Linked DNA regions of Mus musculus: all the other regions are linked to region 2. The links are chromatin contacts, called in public Hi-C and promoter capture Hi-C maps. All regions are on one chromosome and are shown on one strand. Each heading gives the region's core, a stretch centred on a gene start, on an enhancer-like site or on the middle of the called end of the contact. The rest is flanking DNA. Distances are from core to core; before and after follow the strand shown.

Evidence for each region. Promoter capture Hi-C pulls out the DNA fragments that hold promoters and counts their contacts. A called contact is a pair of places that touch in the nucleus more often than the background predicts.
Region 1: a promoter capture Hi-C map of pre-B cells shows a contact between it and region 2, with 4 times the contacts expected there. The contact joins the promoter of Pramel12 here to the promoter of Rcc2 in region 2.
Region 3: a Hi-C map of CD4 T cells shows a contact between it and region 2, with 10 times the contacts expected there. The contact joins the promoter of Pink1 here to the promoter of Rcc2 in region 2. A contact is called at or near these places in 1 of 39 promoter capture datasets (liver), 1 of 484 Hi-C or Micro-C datasets (CD4 T cells) and 1 of 115 datasets of contacts at active chromatin or transcription factors (embryonic forebrain).

What each region holds. Positions count from the first base shown.
Region 1 is chr4:143,411,011-143,413,710 of GRCm38.p6, forward strand. Pramel12 (PRAME like 12) reads left to right here and starts at 1,416. Exons shown (of 5, transcript NM_172877.3): 1 at 1,416-2,081.
Region 2 is chr4:140,700,147-140,702,846 of GRCm38.p6, forward strand. It overlaps Rcc2 (regulator of chromosome condensation 2), which reads left to right and starts at 1,327. Exons shown (of 13, transcript NM_173867.5): 1 at 1,327-1,504; 2 at 2,001-2,289. The coding sequence starts at 2,011.
Region 3 is chr4:138,325,015-138,327,714 of GRCm38.p6, forward strand. It overlaps Pink1 (PTEN induced putative kinase 1), which reads right to left and starts at 1,282. Exons shown (of 8, transcript NM_026880.2): 1 at 819-1,282. The coding sequence starts at 1,205.

The DNA.
Region 1 (2,700 bases), core at 166-2,665, 2.7 Mb after region 2:
GTATTTTCTGTATGTCTGTGGGTGTATGTGGAGGTCAGAGGGCAAGCCCAAGAGTCAGTTTTCTTCTTCCAGCACTTAAGTGTGTGACTGAACCCAATAGTCTAGTGCTGTGGCAGGTCTCCTTACCTATGAGCCATTTCACCCACCCCACAGCCCCCACTCTCTATTGCATGTTCTCTAGCCAGTGTGCTGGCTGACACTTTCTGAAGCATCTTCTACCTTCTGGAAAACCTAATGTGGAAAACCTTTGTTCTCAAAGGCAAGTTTCTTCATCGTTTGAGAGTAAGGGTCTATATAGCCTGGGCCGGCAATGAAGCTTGGGGAAAAATGACTTTGAACTGATCCTCCTAACTCTTAACTTTTTAGTTCTGAGATTACAAGTATGCCCCACAGTGTCTGTCTGGTGCATGCAGTGCTTGCTGGACAGTGCACCTTTGAGAATACTGGGCAGCAACTGTTCTATAAACTGAGCTTTCTTCCCAGGCCACTTACTGCAGTATTAATGGGAACATCTTCCTGCCTTCTGAGAAGATGCCACAGCAGATGACTGGTAGAGAGCATCCAGCTCAGGCCCTGATCCAGAACATATTCGTAACTTTGCCAATAATAATATCAGCTTTAAGAAATGTCTATTCGTCAGGCACAGATTAAAACTCCTATCCCCAGTGACTCATACTTAGAACTAAGTGGGCCACAAATGAATACAATTCCGCCAGGTATGTTGGCTCACAACTTCCTCTTGGCTCAACCCCAGAGGAAGGTGGAGACTGGAGACTGGCTAAGAGTTGGAGTTCCAAATCAACCTTAGGTACTGAGCAAGATTCCACCTCTGAAACTCTAAGTCTCAAATAAATGGCTGAGGTGCCTATTTAACATATCAATGTGGACCAGGCTGCCACGTTCTCCCAGTACCCCTTGTTACAGGGTATGGCTGGCACACTCCACCTTCTACCCCAAATTCTCCAGCTTGTGTTGCCCTTCTCTATATAACCCAGCCATTTTAGTTACCTGCCCCCTTTTTACCTTTTGGCCACAGCACCCGGGTCTTATGGCTCAGGGGTTATGTCCACTCTGAACTCCCCCAGCTGTCTGCCTATGCTTCCCTTTTCCCCTACAATAAACCTCCTCCTCCACCATACTTAGAAGCAGCCATGTCCTTAGTTTATTATTTTTTCATTCATGAAAGAAATGCAGAACCAAGTGAATTAACAAGAAAATAAATAAGTAAAGCAAATACAGAAAACAAATTGAATGAAGTGAATTAACGCATCGGCTTTTGACTTTCACGGAATCTCAGTTTTTTTTTTTAAATTATTATTTTTTGAGTCAGAGTTTCACTATGTAGTCCTGGCTGTATTGGAGCTCTACGTAGAGCAGGCTGCTCCGGACGTCACAGGGATCCGCCTGAATCGCTCACAGGAGTTCTGGGATTAAGGGCGTGAACCGCTTCCGCGGCTTTCAGGATTTTTTTCCCTCATCTCCGTGAATTTGGCTTTACCTCCCCAGAGATCCGCCTGCATCTGCCTCTCCGCGGATGTGCGCGGTTTTCCCGGCTGTTTTTTTCTTTCTTTCTTTTTTTTTTTTCCTTTTCCACGGAGACTATGTTGTCAATCAATACAGAAACAGAAAACGCCCAGACGTGGCGGAAACTCAGTCATCCAATCAGAGGACGGCTTGTGGTTGACAGGCGGGACTACAAACCGGAAATGTGAGACAGAATACGCGGACCGAGCCGGGGGAGGGGCGACCAAAAAGAAAACAAAAAACAAAAAACAAACCGCCGAAAAACAAAAAAATAAAAACCGCTTCAGGCCGGAAGTATAAAACGGAACCCGGAAGTGTGGGACCGGATACGGCTAAAACACTTCAGGCCGGAAGTGCGAGACAGATACGGATGAAAACGCTGCAGGCCGGAAGTGCGAGACGGATGAAAACGCCTCAGGCCGGAAGTTTGAAGTGAAGATGGCTATAAAAGCTTTAGAGAAGCTCGGGAAGACACTCACCAGCACTTGGAGTCCGAGCTTGGACTGACTGCCTGGGCCTGCTGGGATTCTGAGTTCTGCCATCAGTTCTTGTTTCTGGTAAGTCAGTCACCTCCAGAAGGGCACAGTTTTGATTGAGGGCCACTTGACCCAAGATGCCAAAGGAACTCTGATTTCTTCTCTTCCCAGGAACAGATCGCAGGCATTGAGTTTACTAATAGTGATGGTTGCCATCATCTTCGACCTTAATTTGCTGGTTTCATTTATTATTTTATTTTATTTGAGGCATGACCTTACTTTGCTGCCCAGGCCCACCTAGAACGCAGATCAGCCAAGAGTGCTTTTAAATTACCTGGCAGTTCTGCATCTGCCTCCCCAAGCTGGAACTACAAGCTGAAAGTTAATGGAATATCTAGAATTATACCTTGGTTTGTGTCAAGTTAAATTTTTTCTTTGTTTTTTGTTTTTGTTTTTGTTTTTTTAGATGGGGCCTTAGTCTAGCTCAGGTTGGCTTCAGACTGCCTCACCCCTCTGAATGTTGAATTAATGATTCAATATTTAAGGCTTATTTTAATTTTTCTTTTTAGAGACAGAGTCACATGCAGAATATGGTAGAATTCACATGTAGTCTCATCATATCTGACTTCACATTTTAAAATTTTCATTTCATTTTATTTTGAAGACATAGTCTTATCTGATCCTTTTAATTCCATCTTCT
Region 2 (2,700 bases), core at 77-2,576:
TCCACCCAGGCTGGTGACTTTGATCAAATAACTTAGATTTGGTTCTCCAGGATTCTCCGCCTGCCTTCAAACGTTTGGTCCTGTGCACCCTCCCCCCGCCCCCATCCCGCTTCTTGATGTAATTAAGAACGAACTGCAAAGACCCTAGAAACTCTCTCTAGTCAACCAAGGAAGTTGCCAAAAAAGAAACTTTCAGTGTTAACTCGGGCGCTCGAGAGAGAGAGAGAGAAGTAGGAGGATCAGGTTCAATGTCAGCCTGGGCTACACGGTCAGTTTCAGGCCAGCCTGGGCTACATGAGACGGAAACAAAACCCCAAAGAAAAACATTTGTCAGAAGAGAAAGTGACACTGAGATGCAAACCTTCCCCTAGTTCCAACCAAGCCGATCGTGCACGTGGCTTGTCGGGTCCTGTGAGGGGGGCCCTGTCGACTCCTCAGCCTTGACCCCAGCACCTCTGGCCACTTCTCTTCCCGGATTCCTAGACCCTGCACTGTCCCACGGGGTAGGGGAAAGGTTTCCTCTCCCACTTCTGCCAGGTCAGATTCTTTACAATTTTAAAACTCAGCTCTCCCAGGGAACGCCTTCCTTGATCCTGGAACCCGGTAAGTACCATGCTTTCAGTAATTTCTTAATCTTTCCTCTTACTTCGCCTTCCAACTGGGCAGAGATCTTGTTCTCCAGGTCTGTATTCTAAGCTTCTAGCACCTTTGCATCTAGTCTTGCTTGTACTGAGGCGCGGTAAATACGTTTTTAAAATGAAGAAAATTCCCATCACAAGTACTTTCAAGTCCACCTATGCTAATTACTAATTTCATAGTACGTCCCCCAGCTAATTACTAATTTCATACTACACCAAACCTTTATGTAACTTGATCATTCTAACAGCACCCGGCTGCACACTCTGGACGCATCCACGACGTATCAAATCTACCCTGAGTCTGCACAGGAGAAAGTTACTCAAATTGTGTTCATTTTTCATTCCCATCACTCAATTAGGGCACGTCCCTCGCTGGCTGCTGCGTGAGCAAAGCAACTATTTTCCAGCGAGTGTCCTCAGGTGACCTGTCTAGACGCTCAGGGGGAAAAAACAAGAGAATCTGACACTCTCCCGAGCCCCGAAGACGCCTTGTGACGCGCAGGCCGCGCTGCGTGCAAGGGCGTGCGGAGCGCGCAAGCGGCGGGGCCCAGCGGGGCCTGCGGCGTGGCGCCGGGCGTCCGGGACGCAGGCTCGGGTGGGCGGCCCGGCTGGGCGGTGGGGTCCTCCGGCCGGTAGGGGGCGCGCGCACCCGGGGCCCCTCGCCGCCCGCCGCGCGCGCGCTCGCTTGCCGCCCGGCCGCACATGTGTTTCTGTTTTGTGTTGTAGCATTTGTTCTGGAAGCTCGTATTTACATTTTAAGTGTATCTGGTGAGTGGGCTGGAGCCCTCGTCCCGGCCGGGGAGAGAAGAAGCCTTCGACCCCGTCTTTCAGTCGCTTCCCTCCTCGTTTCTCATCACTCCAACCAGGTAGGGGCTGGAAACCGTCTGGGACCAGTTTGCAGGGTCTGGGAAAGTTTTTTTTTTTTCCTCTTTTTTTTTCTCCTCTCCCTCCCCCTTCCCCCCCGAGAAAGGTTAAAAAAAAAAAAAAAGACGCTGGGGAAGGGGGGGTTGGGGGACGGAATGAATAAGAAGGGGAAGGAAGGCGGATCCACGTGGTTTAATCGGAGACAGACAGAGATCCCATTGTTCAAAATCAATAAAAAAAAAAAAAAAAAAAAAAAGCAGACGGGGCGAGCGCCGGGCCGCGGGGGCCGGGCTGGGGCCCCACGAAAGTTCCTCTTTTCGCGCGTGCTCGCAGGTGCTTGGGGCCCGGCCGGGGTACAGGGGGGGGTCCCCGCGTGGCGCGCGGCGTGGGGAGGGGCGAGGGAGCAGCAGGTGGGGCGGCCCACGCCGCGCCGCGCGTCCCCTCCCCCGCCCCGCAGCCCGCCCCGTGTGCATTGTGCGCCCCGTGTGTCTCCCGCAGCCCGGCGACCATGCCCAGGAAGAAGGGGGCGGCCTGGGAGGAGCCGAGTTCGGGCAACGGCACGGCGCGCGCGGGGCCCCGGCGACGCGGCGGCCCCGCGGGCAGGAAGCGCGAGCGGCCCGAGCGCTGCAGCAGCAGCAGCGGCGGCGGCAGCAGCGGCGACGAGGACGGCCCGGAGCTGGACGGGGCCCCCGGCGGCGGCAAGCGCACAGCCAGGCCGGCGACGGCGGGCAAGGCGGCCGGCGCGGCCGCGATCATCACGGAGCCCGAGCACACGAAGGAGCGCGTCGTGAGTGGGGCGGGGGCGGTTGGCGGTTTTGGGGGGGAGGGGCGCCGTGGGGTCACGCCCCGCCCCTCCCCCACGCCGCGCGGGGGAACTCCGGGGAGCCAGTCCCGGGCCGGGGGAGGGGGGGGACCGGGTGTGCGCGGCCACGCGGGGGCTGTCAGTCCCTCCTTCCCCCCCGTGCGTCCACCCCCCTCCTCCCCCCCACCCCCGCGTCTCTTCCTCCCCCCGAGGGGGGAGGGCAGTCCGCGGGGAGCAGCCGGCTCGCGCCGGGGCTTTGAGGTTCCCGCCGCTGCGGCTCGGGCGCCCCGGGGGGGCGGGGCCTGGCGCGCGGCGCGCATGCTCCGTGTTAGCCCGGCGCGGTCGGCCCGGCCGGTGCGCGCGGGGCATGGTGGGGGCCCGCGCGGCGCGGCCGTG
Region 3 (2,700 bases), core at 32-2,531, 2.4 Mb before region 2:
TCCAGCCGGGCTGTGGTGGTGCACACCTTTAATCCCAGCACTTGGGAGGCAGAGGCAGGTGGATTTCTGAGTTCGAGGCCAGCCTGGTCTACAAAGTGAGTTCCAGGACAGCCAGGGCTACACAGAGAAACCCTGTCTTGAAAAACTAAAAAAAAAAAAAGTTCAAGACAAACCTGGGCTACATATACAAATCAAGGCTCTGTCCCCCTTTTATGCATCCCAAAAGAAAAGAAATTTACTCAAAGCCATTTGTTACAGTGCAACAGAGACCAATAATCAGCAGCTTTTAAACCATACTGTTTGCAAAGTGTCGGCATATCAGGCCATCAGTAATGGGAAATAGGTCAGCCTTAATTAACAGATCAATTCCAAGAAATGTATAGTCCAAGTCATAGATAGATTTTAATCTTTGCCTTATCCCCTGATCTACCTACCCCCCCCCCCAAGGTCTAGGCATGTCCTCATGCTCTTAGACACATAACTAAGATGCCACCAGCCACTCAGTCTGGTCCACGAGTACCCCACCCCCTTAAATTGCCCAATCACGGCTCAGAGACCTGCCCTTCCCAATGCCCAGGCTCCTACCACGCCCTGGTTCACGACCCGCCCCTACACCACTAGGATTCTGAGGCTGCCCCAACAACTATCCAACTAACTCCGCCCTTGCTGTCCAATTTGGCCCCGCCCCACCCAGATCACTCACTCTCCTAACCCCGCCTCCTCCTGGCCTAGGCCCCGCCCCGGCCCGGCTGGCCTCAGGGCTACACTCTGGCCCGGTTCGGCCCGCTCCCGGCGCTCCCGCCCACCGCCGCTCTCACCTGGATCTCCTGACAGGCCGAGGCGGCCCTCCGGCCTTCCGCCTGCTTCTCCTCGATCAGCCCCAGCCCCAGCCCGAAGGCCAGGAAGACCGCTCGGCCGCAAGGGCCTGCGCCGCCCCGGGCCCGCACCATGAACTGCCTCTGGATCCGCGCCGCCAGCCCAGCTACCGACTGGCGGAAGAAGCGGTAGCGGTCCGGGAGGGGGAGCCCGACCGGCCGAGGCTGTGCTCCGGGGCTTACGACCTGGCCTGGGCGCTCTCCGCGGCCCCAGGCCGCCGCGGGGCCGGGCTTCCCCCAGCCGAACAGCGGGCCGGGCTTGGGCGCGAAGCGCAGCAGCAGCGCCCGACCCAGCTGCAGGCCTCGGCCCAGTGCCTGTCGCACCGCCATGGTGGCGCGGTGACCGGAGCCAGCTGCCACCGCCACAAACGTCTGGGACAACAACAAACTTCGGGGGCGGCGCCTGTGCGCAAGCGCGGGGGGCGGTCCCCGGCAGTTCTCCTGCGCAGCACGCGGGGGCGCTACCCGCTCATCCCTGCATCCCTTGGTGCAGCTGGTTTGCACTTTGAACCCAGGTCGAGGGGTTGTGAACAACTTCACTGGTCCTGGTTAAGATGAGACGTTGAGCCAGGAAACTAATATTTGTTATCAGTCACCGATCCAGGCCCTTTACACCTGTTAGCTAGTTTGACTGTCCCCCCCATGATATGAGTGCCAATTTTGTAGATAAGCGACTGTGGTGTTTCCAGATTGCTTGCAGGTATTAGAGTTGAGGTTGAAGTTCACACTGCCCTGGCTATCGAGGGAAGACCTTGGCTCTTCTCCCCCACTCCCAAGTGCTCTCATGCTCCTGTACAGACAGGTTGGAGGTTCCGGGGCTTAGATCTTGGAGGGAAATCTTGACCAAAGGCCATAATTTATGCACCAGTGGGTGCAGGAGCTGAGGTCTGAGACTGACTGGGAGACTTAACCAGAAGCCACCCAGATGCTTAATAAATCCCTATGACTTAAACTGCTTGTTACGAATAGCTAGCTGATAATAAGGTTATTAACCCTGTTACTATTTTTACTCATTTTATTTTACTTTATTTGAGACAAGGCCTTGCATAGCCCTGGTTGGCTTGGAATTCTTCCTGTAGACTAGGATGGCCCTCTGGAGTGTGGGGATTACAGGTATATACCACCACATCAGGCTGAATAATCTTTTTGCTTGTCTCTGACTTAAGCATAATTTTGTGTGTGTGTGTGTGTGTGTGTGTGTGTAAAATCACATAATACCAAATACTGGTCATCCAGTGAAATTTTTAATTTTTTTCAAAGCCTATTTTTTTTGGGGGGGGGGGGTGTTGAGACAGGGTTTCTCTGTATAGCCCTGGCTCTCCTGGAGCTCACTCTGTAGACCAGGCTGGCCTCGAACTCAGAAATCCACCTGCCTCTGCCTCCCAAGTGCGGGATTAAAGGCGTGTGCCACCACTGCCCAGCCTTCAAAGCCTATTTTAAATGATGGTTCTTCAATGCTTTAACCTCTCTTTTAACCCACTACCCACCAGAGGTAGTGTTGGGAGCCGCCCCCACATTCGCCGTCACAAGATGGCGCTGACATCCTGTGTTCTAAGTGGTAAACAAATAATCTGCGCATGTGCCAAGGGTATTTTACGACTACTTGTACTCTGCCTTTCCCGTGAACGTCAGCTCGGCCATGGGCTGCAGCCAATCAGGGAGTGATGCGTCCTAGGCGAAATATAACTCTCCTAAAAAGGGGACGGGTTTTCCGCCATTCTCTCTCGCTGGCATCTCTCTGGCTCTGCGCGCCCTGCGCTCTCTCGCTGCCTAAAGATGTAAACAATAGAGCGCGCTCTGCGCTTTGGCGCGCCGGAGCTCTGGC